2 separate regions of the Callithrix jacchus genome follow, and region 2 is linked to region 1. A link is a contact called in public Hi-C data. All regions are on one chromosome and are shown on one strand. Each heading gives the region's core, a stretch centred on a gene start, on an enhancer-like site or on the middle of the called end of the contact. The rest is flanking DNA. Distances are from core to core; before and after follow the strand shown. Region 1 holds the start of RITA1 (RBPJ interacting and tubulin associated 1). Region 2 holds the start of SDSL (serine dehydratase like).

Region 1 (2,987 bases), core at 230-2,729:
AAAATAATCAATAAACACAAACAGGCTCACGCCTGTTAATCCCAACACTTTGAGGGGGCACAAGTAGGAAGACTGCTTGAGGCCAAGAGTTCGAGACCAGACTGGGAATATAGGGAGACACCGCCCCCCGACAGCGCGTCTCTACAAAAAGTTTTAAAACTAGCCGGGCATGGTGGCGCGTGCCGTTGGTGCCAGCTACTGCAGAAGCTGACATGGGAGGATCGCTTGAGCCCAGGAGGCAGAGGCTGCAGCGAGCCGTGCAACACAACTGCACTCCGGCATGAGCAACAGAGCAAGACTCTGCCTCAAAAAAAATTTTTTTTGCCGGGCGCGGTGGCTCACGCCTATAATCCCAGCACACTGGGAGGCCGAGGCGGGTGGATCACGAGGTCAAGAGATCAAGACCATCCTGGTCAACATGGTGAAACCCCGTCTCTACTAAAAATACAAAAATTAGCTAGGCATGGTGGCGTGCGCCTGTAGTCCCAGCTAGTCGGGAGGCTGAGGCAGGAGAATTGCTTGAACCCAGGAGGCGGAGGTTGCGGTGAGCCGAGATCGGGCCATTGCACTCCAGCCTGGGTGACGAGCGAAACTCCGACTCCAAAAAAAAAAAAAATTTTTTTTTAATTAGTTTCCCAGAGGTTTGGGGGGGTCACTGTCGCAAGCCACGCAGTCCGGCATCCCCTTAATTCAACCTCCCAAGAAAGCTCCAAACTCTCAAAGTCAGATCTTTTGCGCCCGCACTTTTCATTGGGCGAAAGGAAACCAGGATCCGCCCCTGAGCAGGAGACAGCCAATGAGGGACGCGCGACCGAAAGCCCGCAGGAAGGCCCGCAGGCTCCTGCAACGGGACCCCTAGCCTAACAAGCCCCGAGGCACGTCTTCAGGCCGGCGGTCCCAAGACCGGTCCTCGGACCGGCAGCCTCCCTCCCCACCCTCTGCGGAGCCCACTCCCCAGCTGGGGAAACAGGCTTCGGGGCGCTTCCCGGAGCCGGTTCTTGGGCCCCAACGTGCGTCCCAGCCCCATGTGTCTACCTTCCGGGCCCCGGTGTCATCTTCCGCCTGAATCTCAAATTTGCCGTCCTGCGAGTCGCTGCCGCGGGCCTTGGAGGCCGCGCCTCGGCGCTTCCGGAGCCCTTTCTTCTTCCTCCACTGGGCCATAGCAGACGGCGACCGAAGTCCGGCCGCGGGGCGCTTGCCCTCCGCCATTCGGGCCGCGCGCTGGGAACGCGGAAGGGGCGGGGCCTGCGGCGCGTACTAATTGCGAAGGTAGGGAAGGAGCGGTGGTCACGTCACCCCGGCTGCACTTTCGGTAGTGCCTGCGGCCCTGGGCAGCCTAGTACACACGCCCCTGAGTGAATGGCACCAGAGGCCCCTCTCCGTGTTTAGGAACTTCCTGGGCGTCAAGAACGTGACGCCCGTCCCTGGGCTGACTCCCCCCCCCCATCTCCGGGCGCGAATGGTCCGAGCCGCGCCCGCAGTGCTGCTGCCTGCTCCCTAGTTGCTGGGTTCTGGGTTTCTGGATGCGCGCGTCGCTCACACGTCGCCTGGGCCGGCTCCCTGGGTGAGTCGGTCTGCGCGCGGTACACCGGTACGGCCTGGGCTGCCGGGGGTCCGGGGCCCCGGGCATTCCTGGCCGAAGATTCACAGGGATTCCGGATGCACCCAACGCCTCTGTGCCCTCGTTGACTAGTCCAGACCTGGTGGGAAGAAGGCGCGGGGAGAGGTACCTGAGGACCCCAATGCCTATGAGCCAAGATGCTCAGGTAGGAGAACAGCTCAAAAATGCAGGGACCTCGGGCATTTTTTAACCGGTTCGTTGATTTGGGAGTCGCAGAATATGGGGAGGTGGGGGCGGCGGTGATCTCCCAATAGCAGTGTAGTGAAGTACACAATCTCTGGACTCAGATTTCACTTCCACCGTTTTAGCTTTATAGGTGTGACCTACCCATGTGACTTCACCTCAGTTTTGTGATCCGTAAAATGGACAAAATCGAAGCTACTTCACAGTGCTGTTGAAAGGATTAAATGAAACAATGCTTGTAAAGCTCTTTGCAGGAGGTAGGCATGGGATCCACGCTGGCTGTTATTGCCCCCATCCCCATAATACACACAGGATATAGGAAAGTGCCTGTCTCCCCTACCACCATAGTGTGTTTTCTGGTTGGTGCCTAAATGGGCACAGGTGTCACCTCTCCTTCACCCTGAGTCAGTCTATAAATAATTGCCAATAGCACCCCTTTCTCCATCATTATGACGACTTAAAAAAAAAAAAAAGTCAAAGGGCCAGGTGCGGTGGCTCACGCCTTGGGAAGCCAAGGTGGGTGAATCACGAGGTCTGGAGTTCAAGACCAGCCTGGCCAAGATGGTGAAACCCCATCTCTATTAAAAATAAAAATAAAAATTAACAGGACATGGTGGCGGGTGCCTGTAATCCCAGCTACTCAAGAGGCTGAGGCAGAGAATTGTTTGAACCAGGTGGTGGAGGTTGCAGTTGCAGTGAGCCGAGATTGCACCATTGCACTCCAGCCTGGGTCTGGGGTGACAGAGTGAGACTCCATCTCAAAAAAAGTAAAAAAAAAATAAAAAGCCAAAGAAATTCCTGACATACCCCCTGAAGTTGACAACTCCCCTTTGAGAGACTGGCTGAGAGGGAACTAAGCCCTTGGGATGAGAACTTCAGAGACTACCAATCTTCCTCCATTAGCACTCCGATCTCCTCTCACAGGGAGCCTCAGAAGCAGGACCTGCCCGGCAGATTACACCCGCTGTCACCAGGGACCACAGGCAGCATGAAGACCCCCATGGAGCTGGCCATCAGTGGGATGCAGACCCTCCACCTTCAGCACCACCGCCGGGCTGGCTACCGGGTCAAGGTCAGGCCGTCATATGTGGATGAGAGTCTGTTTGGCAGCCCAGCAGGCACCCGGTCCGCCCCACAAGACTTTGACCCTCCCTGGGTGGAGAAGGCTAACAGAACCAGAGGC
Region 2 (2,873 bases), core at 154-2,653, 240 kb after region 1:
GGAAAGTGAGGCCCAGAGATGGCATGATCTGCTTTGGTTCACACAGTGAGTTGGGGCAGACACAAGACAAGAATTTGACCATGTTATCCCCCCGCCTAAAGCCTTCTGTGGCTCCCTAGTGCCCCTGGGTAAGGTCCAAACTCTGGATTGGTACAAGCATCCCTGTGGACTCTGATCTCTGCTGGTGTCTCCAGCCCCAACCCCACTTGCTTCCTCACCCTTGCCTTCTCCCTCCCAGCCCCGCTGGATACTTCCCCGACCCTGGAACACACCATGTTTTTCATTTCCAGACCTTTGCCCTCCCTGTGCCAGACTCCTGGCTTCACTCAGACTTCCCCTCCTCCAGGAAGCCTTCCCAGCCCCCTAGGGCCAGGTGGGGTGCCTGCTCTGGATTAGAAAGCCCTGCCCACTCCTCAGCTGCCAACGTCCGATAGCACTGATGATAATTGCTATTGCTCTCGAATGGCCCCCGAGGGCTTTGAGAAGGCAGGGGACATGCCATCTTGTTTAAGGCCAAAGTGCAGGGATTGGCATATAGTAGGTGTCCAATATTTATTGAATGAATGGTCATTCATTTGAGTAGTAAATAATTGCGTGGGTTCTCATGTTGGTGTAAAATATCAGAGACGCAGAGGTGCTTCAGACAAAAATATACCTTTCCCACATGACGAATAATAATTGTTTTATTGGCTGGGTGCCAAGATTATGCCAGTAATCCCAGCACTTTGGGAGGCCGACGTGGGGGATCACCTGAGATCAGGAGTTTGAGACCTGCCTGGGCAACATGGTGAAACCCCATCTCTACTAAAAATACAAAAATTAGCTGGGCATGGTGGCAGGTGCCTGTAATCCCAGCTACTCGGGAGGCTGAGGTGGGAGAATTGCTTAAATATGGCAGACAGAGGCTGCACTCAGCCAAGACCGTGCCACTGCAATCCAGCCTGGGCGATGAGTGGAACTCCATCTAAAAAAAAAAAATTGTTTCTTTGTCCCTGTTTTCCCATCTCAGACGTAAGCTGACCCCAACAGGGGTTCAGGGGAAGTGGATGGCATCCGGGACAATCACTGGACCTAAAACGAGAGGATGTGGAGATGCCTGCATCATGGAAGAGCCGGCCAGGGCCTGGGGCAAAGGCTGTCTGCCCCTCGCCGGCTGGGTAGCCTTGGCCAGATAAGTTCCCTTCTCTGAGTTTCAGTTTGCTCATCTGTCAAATGAGACAGGGTGGTCTGTGAGTCATATAGGCAGTGCACGAGTCATAGGCAGTTCACGGGAAGGCAGTGAGGCTTGCTCTCATCCCCTTTCCTCCTCCGTCTTCACCCGGAGCCTTAGGATCTGGAGCTGTGTCTTTAACAAGGGAGGAGGGGCCAAGGTTGCAGGAAGCTGACCAAAGCTGGACAGGGCTGTTTCCCCAGCAGGCTGGAGGGCAGCAGCTGCGGCCACGCTGGTCTGGGACAGTCTGGCAGAGAGGTAAGGGGCCTGGGGCCAGCTGGGGCCTCTGGGGCTCAGCGTGTGCGTCAATGAGAGACTGCTGGAGTTTGGGAGGCTTTGGGCAAAGTCCAAGCTGAGCAGGTAGAAGTGAGAGGGGCCGAGCGTGGTCTAGGCCTTCCCAGGAATGTCGATTGAATTCAGGGTGCCCTGCAGAAGAAGGCATGGTGCTGGGGACCCTGAGGGGCGAGAGTGGGTTCTGCTGCCAGAGGAGCAGGGCTGGGCATTCTGCCAGCCAAGGGGCTCACCTGAGGTGTCCCAGCCTTGGCACCAGGGATTGGGCTGTGGAGTGCCACCCAGGTGGCCTCTGGGGAAAGACTTCAGGAACAAGGGAGGTGGACAGCATTGGTGGGCTTACCTCAACTCAGAGATGTGACAGGTAAGGTCCAGTGACAAAAGTGACTTGGCCAAGGTTGGCATGACTGGGACCTGAGACTAAGCCCCATGATTCCCCCTGGGTTATTCCACACGAGGGAGGACCCAGGTCCCCCATTTCAGCCCCAGTGGCTGCCATACTGGACAAGAGCTGTGTGTCCCCGGGCCAAGACAGCTCAGCCCCAGACCTCAGGTGCCTGATGGGGTCTGGGGTTGATAAGGCTGTTGGCAGCTTGGGGCTTTTTCGTTTAACTGATGCCCACTGTCCTCTTGTGAGTCAATATAAGCAAGAGAGCTGGGGAAGCCTGGAAACTGAGCCAGCAGCATTTGGTTCCTAAAGACAATTGGCAATATATATTAAATGCCTACAGCTTTCATAAGAGTAATGATGATGCTAATATATTGGAGAATGTATAGCATCGTGGTTAATAGCCCAGATGCCGAAGACACTGCCTGGCTGTGAGTTCTGGCTATGCTGTTTCTAATTGTGTGAACTTAGATAAGGTACTTAATCTCTCTGGGCCTCAGGTTCACTGTCTACAAAATGGAGTCAGTGGTGAGTTAATGGCTCACCTGTTGTGGGCCAACAGGTGGCTCATACCTGTTATCCCAGTACTTTGGGAGGCGGAGACAAGAAATTGACCTGAGACAAGAAATTGACAAGAAATTACTCCTGAGGCCAGGAGTAAAAGACCAGCCTGGACCAACTCAGCAAAACTGGGTATCTATAAAAATTTAAAAATCAGCCAGATGCAGTGGTACATGTTTATAGTTCCAGCTACTCAGGAGGCTGAGGTGGGAGGATTGCCTGAGCCTGGGAGTTCAAGGTTACAGTGAGCCATGATCGCACCAATGCACTCCAGCACAGGTGAGAGAGTGAGACACTGTCTCTTAAAAAACCACCAAAAAGCAAGAAAGAGGAAGGATTATGGAGAAGGGGAGTTCATTCTGACAATCCCAGGGTCCCCAGGGGCAAAATCTCGGGATTTTACAAGAAAGGAAGAGGGACCCA

Evidence for each region. A called contact is a pair of places that touch in the nucleus more often than the background predicts.
Region 2: a contact with region 1 is called in a Hi-C map of skeletal muscle, with 4 times the contacts expected there. The contact joins the promoter of SDSL here to the promoter of RITA1 in region 1. A contact is called at or near these places in 2 of 3 Hi-C or Micro-C datasets (both in skeletal muscle).

The regions. Positions count from the first base shown.
Region 1 is chr9:116,159,044-116,162,030 of calJac240_pri, forward strand. It overlaps RITA1 (RBPJ interacting and tubulin associated 1), which reads left to right and starts at 1,480. Exons shown (of 4, transcript XM_078337393.1): 1 at 1,480-1,766; 2 at 1,938-2,061; 3 at 2,708-2,987. The coding sequence starts at 2,793. DDX54 (DEAD-box helicase 54) reads right to left here and starts at 1,231. Exons shown (of 21, transcript XM_078337373.1): 1 at 1,036-1,231.
Region 2 is chr9:116,404,056-116,406,928 of calJac240_pri, forward strand. SDSL (serine dehydratase like) reads left to right here and starts at 1,404. Exons shown (of 8, transcript XM_078337396.1): 1 at 1,404-1,865. The coding sequence starts at 1,651.